2 separate regions of the Hordeum vulgare genome follow, and region 1 is linked to region 2. Evidence: chromatin contacts called from public Hi-C data. All regions are on one chromosome and are shown on one strand. The core of a region is the stretch at or near the end of the contact, and the rest is flanking DNA. Distances in the headings are between cores, read along the strand shown.

Region 1 (6,526 bases), core at 1,158-3,657, 190 kb before region 2:
AAGATTGGAAAGAAGTTATTTCCTTCAAGTATAACATTGTTTCCCCCAATATCTTTTGGGCTAAAACTGACAATGGCTTCTCCTTTTGGAAGAGTGTAACTTGGGCATTAAATGCCTCAAGAAATTTTTATAAACGGGATGTTGGTAATGGGAGAGCATCAAATTTTGGCATGACATATGTTTTGGGGATTCTTCCCTCAAAGTTCAGTTTTGGGATCTGTTTTCCATTTGTAACCAGTCTGAATGCACCATCTCACAAGTATGGCATGGTGTTAATCTCAAACTTTCTTTTAGGAGATGTGTTTGACTATAAGGGGTTAATTAGATGGAATCAGCTTCTTGAGATTGTTCAAGCTGTCCACTTAACACAGGCTCCAGATACCCCAATCTGGATGTTAGAAAAAAATGGGGTATACTCGGTTAAATCATTTTATCATACTATCAATTTTGGGGGAGTGGTTTCTACCATTGGGGAAAAATTGTGGAAAATTCTTTGCCCTCAAAAGATTCATGTGTTTCTCTGGTTGTGTGTGTATAACAAGGTCCTGACGAGGGACAATTTAGCGAAGCGTAGGACTGTCAGTGATCCTACTTGTCTGTTCTGTAAAGAAATGGAATCGATGCAACATCTATTCTTTGATTGTGTGGTGGCTAGATGTCTTTGGAAACTTTTCTCTATTTCATTTCCAGATTATGATATTTCCTGTTTTAAAGACGTTTGTGTCTTATGGCAACTACATAAGAAAATGCCTGTGCAAAATATGATTGTTGCGGCTTCCTTGTGGAGCATGTGGAGACTGAGAAATGACTTTTGTTTCCAGGGTCGTTCTTGGAGAAGTCTAGCATGCGTCCTTGTGAAACTTCGAGCTTTTCTTCGATAATGGGATGTGCTCTGCCACGCCACACAGGAGGAGCTCCTTCGTCAGTTCGCCGCTAAGCTGGACAAGTTCAAGGGAGAATTGTTGCGCATCGCTTGGTTGTAGGACTAGTCCTGGAACTACGATATATTTGCGTCTGTAATATACTGTGCTAGCTGCTGTAGCTGAATATTTTCCTGCTTTCGATGGTTAGTCGTCTGGTAGTTTGCGAGGTTGAGATGTTCTGGCTGAATGTTTGGGCTGTAAAAACTATCTGGTTCGATGCTTCAATAAAATAGAGCAGGGGGAACCCCTTTTATTCAATATATATATTATTGCCTCTAGGACATATTTCCAACACATACTCCATATTCATCCTTCGATAGATACAACGCCTATTCATACACACCTCTAGACTTATTGCCACTGATAACCACGACAGTTACCAAACAGTGGAGAAAAGAATACATAGAAAAGTATGTTGAGTTTGATACATTTGCATGTGTTGCATTTGGTTGCGATGGCGTCGCGGAAAAAAATTCATTAGTGTTTTGTGTGTACTTGAGGAGCAATGGTCGATTTGAGTGTTTCTCTAAAGCCAAGTTTTGAGGTGCCTTTAACATTGTGCAAGCTAGTCACCGCAAAATAAAAGAGAATGGAAAATAACTCCTGTGGGCAGAAAAAAGAAGGCCTAAGAGACCCTCCTGGTCCAACCTTAAACACTCTAAGATCTTTTATCAAACGGCGTTTCTGATGAACTTGACTGAAAGCGCTTTAAGCTTCTTGCAAACTAGTTTCTAAGAGCATCTTCAACCACGACTTGTAAATTCAAATCCTTAAACGCCCGTGGACGCGCCGGTCAATGACCGGACGTGTCCCCTTTTTTATCTCCGCGCAGCCACATACCTCAATTTCTTCCCCATATGTCCGGTCACTTGCATGTGGTTAGTGGAGAGGAAGAGAGAAAAAGAAAAGAATGAATAAAGAAAAGAAAAGGTGTTCGGAGATGGGATCGCATCCTATGTGGTGAACTGACCGGGAACGCGTTTGCGAGCTTTCATATCCTCTACATATTTGATATGGATATCAGGGTTCGCGGACAATCCGGACATATAGGGACGATATGATGGGTTCGATTGGATCACTTTTTTATCTTTCTCTCTTCTGTCCGTTCACTGATCAGGTGCGTCCGCGGACGTACGAGGGATCATTTGAAGGGTTCCATTGTGGATCTTTTAAATGCAAGCCATGCAACCAAACAACTCAGTACTTAGCCCGTGAGAGGTTGGTTGGGCTTTGATGCAGCCTACCAAACGCGCCCGCATATTTCTAAACATGTGGGAAAAAAATGAAATATTTCGTTTTGTTTTCTATATATCTACCAACTTCCATGCAATCCCACCAAGTTTTCTACGCGAACCAAACAAACCCCAAACGCCGCTGCAAGACTGGCATACACTTACACTGAAGAAAAAGATCCCAAGGGCAACCTCCGAGATGACCCCCATCGTTAGTGGCTGACAAGAGAACAGGTAGTGAGAGTGGCGCCCGCCCCTCCCCAATCCCCCCACCCGCAACCTCACTCGACCAGGCCAGAGTAGCTAAACGGCTCATCCATCCATCCATTCGGTCTCTCGCCTACGTTCTAGCGAGGCAGCCAGGCCAAAGCAAAGCACCATGCTCGGCCTCCGCGTCCTCTGCAGCGCGCCACCGGCACCGCCGGCGAGGGGCCGCTGCAGCACGCCGGAGAAGAGCGGCCGGGCGTTCCTGCTGGGCGTCCCCGCCGCCGTCTCCCTCTCGCTCGTCCTCTGGTCCACTCCAGGTAGGGTGCAAATCCTTCACGCAGAGTCACGTACGTACGGCAATGGCCAACACCCGTTGAAATTGGTCCGCGAACTTGCAGTGAGCGCCGGCATCCTGTCAGGGTCCACCGGGCTGGAGTCCATCCCAGCACCCCCGTTGCCCCGGCTCGAGTTCTTGGACAAATGGAATGGTTGGTTCAGCTAGCTACTTGCTCTACACTATCTCATCTCAGACAGTAGTACCGTATATCCAATTTGGTTTTGCTGTGTATGCTTATTTATGTCTCCTTGACCTGCACTGAATGAACTCTCAAGCGGAGAACCAGAGGAAGTACGCGGAGAACGACTCGAGGTTCAAGTCCTCCAAGGTGCTCAGGGAGCTGCTCCAGAAGTCCAAGCAAAACAAAGAGAAGTACGTGCGCGTTTGCGCTGAAAATAAGCTCTCTAGGTAGCTGCTTCCGTGCCATCTTCTTGTGACAAATCCCTTGGGGCAAACAATGTTACTCCTTTCCAGGAACGAGAGGGAGATCCAGGACAAGTACTGCCTGCGGGGCGCCGAGTGGGGCGTCGGCGACTGCTCCACGGTGGGGATGACGGACCAGGAGAAGGAGGACTTCATCACGGAGCTCAAGAAAAGGGTTGGAGAATGAGCACACGCATCACGGAGCTCTCCGTTGCTCGCCAGGAACACAGAGAGTTGTGGCACTGCATATAACTGCTTCTTGCCACAGCGGCAGGATCTAGTGGCAGCATAGTCGCTAGAGAGTGAGAGATTGGACTTGAGGGGGGAAAGGAACACTAGACAGATACACAGTTTAGTTCAGAATTGCAGATGGTTTAAAAAGGTGAATGGGAGTAATGGCTTCTTATACTGTCAGTACTACTACATGCGAAATTTGAATTTTTTGTTACATCTTGAACCGCAACTGCCTGTTGCTGTTAGTCTTACCATCAACGAACCAGAAGGAAGAGTAACTGGTATGGCGCACTTCCGATGGATATGAAACTGAATCGACAGCACCTAACTGGTAAAACATCAGATTGCTCAACACAAGAGAACGTCAGATTGCTCAACACAAGGGATGGGCATATACAACCGGACAGAAATCAAACCGCACCTGAATAAAACCATCAGAGAGCACGTCTGAGAAAAGAAGCTGATCAAAACGAAGCGATCGATTGATCTTTTCATTAGCCATAGAGTAATTCAGATAATCATATTCCTCGAAGCTAGAAACTCAACTTCAAGATTCTTAAACCCTAATACATCTAACGTGAAAAGTTTTCCATATGTGAAAACATGATTACATGATCTTGCTTCTGCCCAGTGACATGAGTTCACTATTAGCTTTCGGCTCTGGATAGGTGCCCAGGCAGTACTAGTAGAATCTGATGATAATCCCCACTTTTGTCTCTGATATCGAGATGACAATACGAGGGCTGGCATTCTGGCTTAACCCTTCCTTGATCATATCCTTTGGGTCGACAAGAGGATATATTCTCGTCTTCCCGGTTCCATGGTTTATTCAGAAGGTGATTCTGCTTTAGTCTCAGAAAAGCCCAGTAAAGCATGTTGGAAGGACTGGTGCGTCTTTCCATGGAACTAAATATTCCCGAGGCATCTCAAAGTATCATCAGCTACTTGCCAGTAAAATGACCTGCTGCTGACTGATGTCTCTTTGGACAAACTAAATATTGGTGAGGTATCCGGCCACCAGCTGCTTACCAGCTAAAGGCACATGTGCACTCCAGACACCAGATGGTCCAACAATATGCAGTCGCGTACGACATAATCACAGGCACCAGAGCTAAATATAACTGAAGGGTGAGCATCGGTTCAGTATCAGAGCCAAGCTATCGTATCCTTCCAGCTACCTTCAAAAGAAAACATAAGGATCAGGGTGGTGACAACAGATGCTGCAAAATACTGACAGTGGTAACAATCAAGACAGCATTCCACAGAAGCAAACTGAATAATTTATGAAATTATTACGTAATTTGATCCAACTGTAATTCATTTAATGACACAATGTTTGAAGAATAGAACCAAATAACTACCATGTAAAATAATCATCAGAATACTGCTTGTACGAAACATAGAACTGATATCGATTATCTTCTCTTTCGGTAGTAACAAAAATGTTTAGCCAACAATAATTGAATAGCACTTCAACACAAAATAGATATCCAAAGATATATGACGTGTTTGCCGCGAGATAACTTCCACTTCATTCTTTATTCCATGTTTTGATCAACATAATTACTGATGTGCCAAAGTTAAAGCTTTCACAGCTCCATCACATTCAGCATAATGCAGAAAGCATAGTAAAAATGTCAGCTCGACAAGTCATATCCTCAAGGGTAACAGAAAAAGATAGCTACGCCGAAGAATGAAAGTTAAGTAGCTAAAACTCCACTGCATCCCAAAACATATCACTCGTTCGGTATTTATTTATTTATTTTGTCAATTACTCAATTTTAGCTAGAATGACAGTAGCAATTGTTATCACACTACCTCTGATGATGCACATGGAAACACATACCAGTTTCTTTTCGCAAATAAAAGTTAACGAGACACTTATTTTGGACGGAGGGAGTAATACAGAAATGATATGCAAGAAAAGAGACAAGCGAGGGATATTACCTGCGAGGTTGAGGTGAGGATGGTTGATCAGGAGATGAATGAGAGGAATTAACCCTAAAGGCAGTATGTCTTTGCCCATAAAAGCCATTGGCCATTACTTGGCGAGTGGGCTGTGGTAGATCACCATCATCTGCCATAGAGATTGGCCCCAGTGAACCAAATTCAAGCGGTTCAGAGGAAGAACCATGATTTGCAGCTGGTTCGTATGGGTAAACCATAAGATACGGTGAATCTGAAGCACCAACGCCATTTGGCACTGCATATGGTGATGAGTAAACCCCATGTGCCATATTCCCTGGTCTGCGAGTAGAGTTTGTGGATCCATGAGATTGACCCTGTCCAAGGTATTGAGCACCTGCCTCATGCCTGTGTGAGTCATTTCTATAGGATCTCCGCTGCCTGTCAAACTGACCTTCATCTGTTGTCTGCCTATCAGACCTCATGCCATACCTCTCTGATTGGCTACGTCCATAGTTGCGGCCTGTATTTCGTTGTCTTGAGTTTGCCCAACTTCCTTCTTTATCACTATTGTCACCCTTGTCACTATTATAACCTCCTCTGTAGTATCTTGAACTCGAGGGACGCTCTCGGTCCCTAAATGGAACCTTCTGAGAAAATGCAACAAACAGAATTGACAGCTTAGTATTCCCAGTTAAAATACTATTATGTTCGTAAAGCAACTATCATGTTCATAAAGAATCGCCTGATAAACTATATTGCCCTTCAGGCACAACTGCACAAGTGGTGGAGGGGGATAGAGCTATACATCACCCAGAATATCTTATATCCATGATATAAGCTCTTGAGTTTCCCATGCAGCAACGGATGACCAGTCACACTCCAGTTAGCTGAGACTCCATCAGCCAATGAACCATAATGCCAACACCATGTGCACTACACTTAGGGATACTGAAATTGTTCCTACTTCCACTTTTCAAAGAAAATTCCTACTTTCACTTAGCGATGAGTGATGACTAAAATCCACACCTTCGTAGCGATATTTACAGGATATTATAACCACATTAAGTACAAAGATCTTAGTACAACAGAACCAGATCGATGGCAACATTTGAGTTGATGGATTGCAAGGAAAGTTTCAAGAAGATGGTTCCAGTTACTACTTACTAGTTACTACTAATACTTCTTGACTAGGCTTTACCAGTTACTACTAAGCATCATGGAACCAGACACTTGGTAACGGTACTCTCTGTCTGTTTCTGGGG
Region 2 (6,410 bases), core at 3,703-6,202:
TATGCATGTAGAGTATGGTTTTATCCAGCGAGGGTGGTGCATGGTTCTGAACCTATCAAGAAGATCAGTGTTTTCCTCACATTTTGAAATATTTCTGGTATCAATGGTGGAACAGATTTGGGAACCCAATGTTGCTCAGCAGGCTCTTCGGTCTGATGTTGCTTCAGCTCACAGAAATGCTACTTGTCCTGTAGTTTCTCTTCTATCTAACTTTCACATACAGGGCTTTCTAATACATGTTGTACGTTGTTATTGAGCTGAATGAAAATTTGACGCTTTGAACGCCTTATGTTGTTCAAAAGAAAAAATTGAGTTCGGGAGTTGGGGCAACAGTGTCAGAGCGGGCTAGCTCAAGAAGACAAGAACTGAAGAACAACACAACACTTTTTCTGTTTGACATGAAAACCTTGTAAGGAGAATAATACCCAGCGACAATTAATACGGATTGAAGGGAGCAGTGGCGAATCTAGCAGGGGGATTTCTACAGGCTCGACCCAACCTTGTAAGGAGAATAATACCCAGCGACAATTAATATGGATTGAAGGGAGCAGTGGCGAATCAAGCAGGGGGACTTCGACAGGCTCGCCCCCCCCCCCCCCCCTCTCTCAAAATTGAAAAAGAAAAATTACTACTATTCTATAAAAAAGTTGACCTCATTTAAACTAAAGAATTAAGAGTTTTTTACTTTTTATACACACATTTAAATTTGAGCTCCCCTCCCCCCCCCTCATTTTATTCAAGATTCACCATTGGAAGGGAGTAGTTCTTTTTTTGTCGAACAACTGATTCGCAAGATCGCCTAACCGTTGCTGAGTTTAGGAATCTTCACTATTTCTCATTTATCGAAAAAGGCTTTCGTCCCGCTTTATAAATAAAGCAAACCACCAGACCAACACAAACGACACAAGTCCAACACACTCAAGTTTAACACACACACGAACGCACATAAGTAGCACAAGACACCAACAAAGGGTTTCGCTGAGGACACAACTCAACAAGCCCTAAGAACATAAACACGCACACCCAAAACCAGCACCGGGAGGATGTGAAAGCCACAGCAGGCTAATCTGGCTCTGGAGGTGGCGGCGGAAGCGGGGGCGCCATGCGGAGAGCCATCAGACGAAGGTTGACGATGATGTTGGTGATGACGTCTTGGTCGGAGGGGCGGCTAAGCGGCCGCGAGAGCTGCAGGAAACCACACATTTTAAACACTGCGTCAGTTGCACGTCAAAGGGGCACACGCTGGATCACAAGCTTGTTGCGAATAGTCCAGAGGGTCCGTGTGATCACCTCGATAGTCAGTAGGGATGGCATCCGCAGGGTATGGTACGGGTGGAGCCTCCCCATACCCTATCCTCCCCGTCTGATATTACCCATCACCCTTACCCATACCCGTCAACGGGTACAATTTTTCCCCATACCCGTTACCCGACAGGGTAGACGGGTACCCGCGGGTAAAATTACCCATATTTGTAAAACATAAGTTTAAAAATCTTATAGTTATAAACTGCATTGTATCATATAGTTTACAAAGATATATTATAACTACAACGCATACTTATAAAACAACATCATATAGTCATAAACAACAACACATAGGCATACACTTTCAATTCATAAATTATTGACATCGTGTAGATTGTAGAGATAATTTTGAGTTTACATAGATTTTATATGGGTACACGAGTATATGGGTATGGGTTATATGATGTATATGGGTATGGGCTATATGATCCCATACCCATACCCGCTCTATCCGATGGGTTTTAGGTTTTTCTATTTATATACCCATTGGTAAATTTTTGTTCCATATCCTTACCCTAATAGGGTTTTTACCCGCAGGGTACGTGGTTAATGGGTACCCATTGCCATCCCATTGGTCAGCCACCTAACGTGGCAGGTTGACGAGGGGGTGGACTCAATCTCTCTGAACATGTCGGGTACATTGGTATGACACCACTGACTATCGACGGTTTCGCGAAAGCAACTCCAAAGGAATTGAGCAGTGACGCATGAGAAGAAGATGTGATTGAAGTCCTCCAGCAGATCGCACAGAGGGCAGATCCCGCCGCCCGGGCCATTGCGTTTAAGCACCTCCACCCCAGAGGGAACCCGGCCCCGGATGCATTGCCACATGAATATCCTAATTTTCACAGGGAGCCTCCTGGGCAAACGATGGGACGATGGCCCGATACAGGGACCGGGCGGAGAAGCGGGCCGAGGGCTCCAGGCCCCAAGACATGCGGTCTGTTGTAGTATCGACATTGGGTGAGTTAAGGGCGATGATGCACTGCAGCATATCATCCCAGGCCGCAAGCTTTGGCGGCCCGAAAGGGCGGCGGAACACGAGGTGCCCAAGATCCCGAAGAGCGACCTCAACCGAGGTCCTAGACTCCACCGCGGTGGCGAATAATACCGGGAATCGGGCGATGAACGACAATTCACTAGCCGAGTGATCCAACCAAAACAATGTAGCGGACCCGGATCCAATCGAGATGGAAGAATCAATGCGAAGGACAGGGAGCAACTGGATGACTGATTGCCAAAACTGTGAACCACCAGAGCGCTGGCAGAATGCTAGCGGCTGGCCCCGAAGGTACTTGTTCCTAATGATGTCGAGCCAAAGGCCACCATCACCGTTGGCGATCCTCCATACCCACTTAGTTAGCAAGGCGGTGTTCATGTGCTTTGTCGACATGATCCCTAGACCACCCTGATCACGGGGCTTGCAGATGTCGGGCCAGCTCACCATGTGGTATTTCTGCTTATCGCCCTCACCATCCCAATAAAATCGAGACTGGTACTTGGCAATCTCGTGATGCAAAGTCTCATGGAGACTGTAGAAGCTCATCACAAAAATGAGAAGGCTGGGCAGGGAGGAGTTGATGAGCATGGTTCTCGCCACCTTGGACAGCCACCGGCCTTGCCACTATTTCTCATTTCGCACGTACAATAGCTCGTAGTCGTGCTCATCATCACCCCACACGTTCCTTGTGATACATCACACTACAACGCGTACCGTCTCTTGTCTCTTGTCTCTTGATCTTCATCCAACAATATGTGCGTTATTGGTCCGACCTTTGCCATTTGGTACATCTTGGGGGCGCGTATAGGCAAAGCAACATCAAACATGAATCAATCATAAGTTAAGTAAGAAGAAGCAAACTTACGATCGACATGGTTGCCGCATGCAATGATCACATTGCCTCCAGCCGATCAACATCGCCACAAAACTTCGTGACAGAGTTTTGGGTAGTGTACCATCAATACACTAACAACTTTACATTCTGTTCATGGGTGATGTGCGTGTCGTAGGACGCAAAGTAATTTTGCGCATGAAATGAACCATGCATACGTTTCCAAAAGGGCCCCCTTCTGCTCATGCCTACGAAGTCCGCAGATACGATCAAGCACGCATCGCACAACAACTCATCCTCTATGATCTAGTACCCTGACATTCTTCCAAAAACACGACATAAAGTTTTGAAAATAAGCTCAATGGCATTCGACCGAACACCTGCGGACATGGTGTCCACCGTGGACGTTGTTGATAGGGGATAGAGGGTACCTAGCTACAAACGGATCATGTGCGGACGATGTTGTAGTATAAGGCGAGCAGCGTGTGGCTATGGGTGGCGGTAGTCTCGACTCCCGCAGAGCCCCCTAGGTTGCTTCCAATTTACTAGAAAAAGTACGTCTGGACCTAACGTGGGACGGTTGGAGCAATGCAAGCCCAAGTTGGATGAAAAAACACGGACCACACAATTGCGGGTCGATGTTAGAGATGCCCTTAACCCTATGGATGCATCACATCTATTGCTCATTCCGATTGATATTACTTGTCGCGATTATAGTACAGCTGTAAAAAGTATCTCAAATATAATAAAAAATACATCGAGATTCTGAGACCATCGAACGACCACTACTCTCGTCAGAACGAGTCATTGATGTGTCGCTGTCGCCGCTCGCCTATCGGAGCCGGCTTGACCTTGCGAGTGACAACCGGGAAGTCTTCGTGCACATGCCCCAAAGGACCAGCGTCCTGGAGTCGTAGTCGTCGTTGTTGAACTCTCGCATGAATCAAAACATCCGAGACCAATCTCACCACATGACGAGAAACCCTTATCTCGTTGTACCAAAGAGACAATAGAAATCTACGTCAAAGCTTCGTTGACTACCTCCAAACGAATTAACCCTTGAAGCCAAGAAGACAAACCCAAAAAAGAAGCGTCATCGTTTGTCTAAGTGCCACACGCGCGAGACTAAAAAAACTAACCTAAAGTATTAACCGAAGTGAAGGCATCAGAATTCTCCTTCCTGTCATCCGTCTTGAAGCGACATGGAAAGGAAAGATGAATCTATGGACTCTTCGGTTAAGTCCGAAGAGAAAAGTTTACCCTAGCTGCCTAGGGTTAGGGATCGAAACGAAAATAACCGATTTCATATGAAAGGTGTGAGACAAGCTGACTTGATAAGATGCTTCCTCCGTCTCATATTAATGGCTCCTTAATATGATACGGAGATAGTAATAAACAACTTGACACGAACACAAGTAGCTAGGCTGGGCTGCAGACACGAGTATTTACACTAGAGCATTCACGCACCAACTGTCAATATGTTAGATGAGGCCTTTGCATGATTGGACATTTTTGTCAAGAGCAAAAGCCATGACGCGACATATCTTCCTTTTTTCCCTCTGGAAGAAAACGAGATGTATGTACAGCATGGGTGCACCGCCAATGCTCATGCCTTTGGACAACTCGCCATACTTATCATTATTCATTCATCACATCAATCTGATCATCAAGATAGATAAACGACACAGGAACAAAGTTCCTTTCCAGACACAAACGTGGCGTCATCCAAGCCATCCAAAGGAAAACGAGCGGGCCAGATACACCGCGCCCTAGCGAGTTACCCGAACGTACGGGAGAAAGGAAACCGAAACCAACAACAGGTGGGCCGGTCATCTTCCTCCCCCACCCCTCTCCCATCGTCTCCACCCGACCGCCACTCCCCACTCTGCCGCGGCGGCCGCCGCCGAGATGACCGCCTTCTAGCGCACCACGACCGATCTCCGCGGAGTTCCCCATCCCGCCCCCCTCCGCCGCGCCGACGGAGATCCGGGACCTCGTCGGTAAGCCGCCGCCTAATCCCCCCCAGCGATCTGTTCCGATTCGTTTCCGGCTCCTGCCCGCGCGTTCGTGGTGTTCGTTACGGGATGCGTGGTTGGACCGTGGCTTTTTGGTCCCCCTTCTACCGTAGGGCGCTTGGGGCGGAGACCTCGCCGATTCGGGAAATTTCATGGCTGCTGTAGGCACGAAATGTCCGATTGGGATAAAATTACACTAGTAAATGGTGATGAGTGAAATCTCTATGCCTTGCACGATGATAAGGACAGATGGTTTGTAGCCTGAAGCCGAGGAGTAACCCGTAGGTCGGATAATGGTGTAATTCCATGGGAATTGCGTGACTGGTACCTGCTTAGGATTTGTTTTGAGTCTGATGACATTTTCTAGAAGGTAGGGCATACATAGACTCAATTATCTAAGCAAGGCCTGGTTTAGTTTGCTGGAAACTATCTCTAACTGAACCTGTTTGAGGAGTCATAGGCTTTATTAGGCTATGCATACTGTATGATTGTGAACCTTTCATGGTGCGAACGACTATTTTCTTTTCCAAGTTGTTTGAAAACAAGAAATCATATATTTGCTTAAGAATTGCTGTGTTTATTGCGATACAATTAAACAGCTCAATTTCGGTGTATTAGCATCAACTTAGAACCTGCTATTGCTTTCATAAATGATCTGAAGGAGCATTTTTTTTTACCACCAAGCGCTCTTCGTATTGCAACTATTAAATGATAAGTAAGCCATGTGCAGAGTTTGTTTGATCCTCCCATAGTTCTATTTAGGGAGTGTTTGGTTACAATGCTCAGTTGGGATATAGCTCAGCTAGGCAGCTTCCTCTTTGGTTCTTTTGCTTACCAGCTTTGCCCTGTGAAAACTGTTGTCTGGAGTGGGTCATTGATTATAATGTGCGGAAAGTTTGCCGTCGAAAGCGAGACTATTTGGCTCTCCTGATCTAGCAAGGTTTTCGTTACCCACCCAAGCTAGCCTGCCCACAAAAGCTAAGATATTTTAACAGTTCCAAACACCTAGCCTTGCCCTGCAAGGCTATATCTATTCTTGCCTTTAATGTGCACCTAGTCCTGTGTAGGCTTTACCAAGCGGATTAAAACAATGTGCTGATAATATTTATTTTCCATTATTGTGCAGTAAGCTCAGATGATTTTTTACATAACTAATAGGCCATAATGGATCTCCCCAGTTAATTTACCATGATTTTGTAACTCTAGGGTAGTTTCTTCTTGTTTATATGATACGTTAGTGATAACGAACTGTTTTGAA

The links. Hi-C and Micro-C count contacts between places; a contact is called where the count stands out from the background.
Region 1: a Hi-C map of leaf shows a contact between it and region 2, with 3 times the contacts expected there. The contact joins the promoter of LOC123449353 here to the promoter of LOC123449349 in region 2. A contact is called at or near these places in 3 of 6 Hi-C or Micro-C datasets (leaf and seedling).

The regions. Positions count from the first base shown.
Region 1 is chr4H:538,896,368-538,902,893 of MorexV3_pseudomolecules_assembly, reverse strand. LOC123449353 reads left to right here and starts at 2,407. Exons shown (of 4, transcript XM_045126554.1): 1 at 2,407-2,679; 2 at 2,761-2,850; 3 at 2,975-3,071; 4 at 3,174-3,579. The coding sequence starts at 2,535. The coding sequence ends at 3,309. LOC123449352 reads right to left here. Exons shown (of 9, transcript XM_045126553.1): 8 at 5,304-5,911; 9 at 3,818-4,534. The coding sequence ends at 4,531.
Region 2 is chr4H:538,709,084-538,715,493 of MorexV3_pseudomolecules_assembly, reverse strand. LOC123449349 reads left to right here and starts at 4,952. Exons shown (of 2, transcript XM_045126548.1): 1 at 4,952-5,137.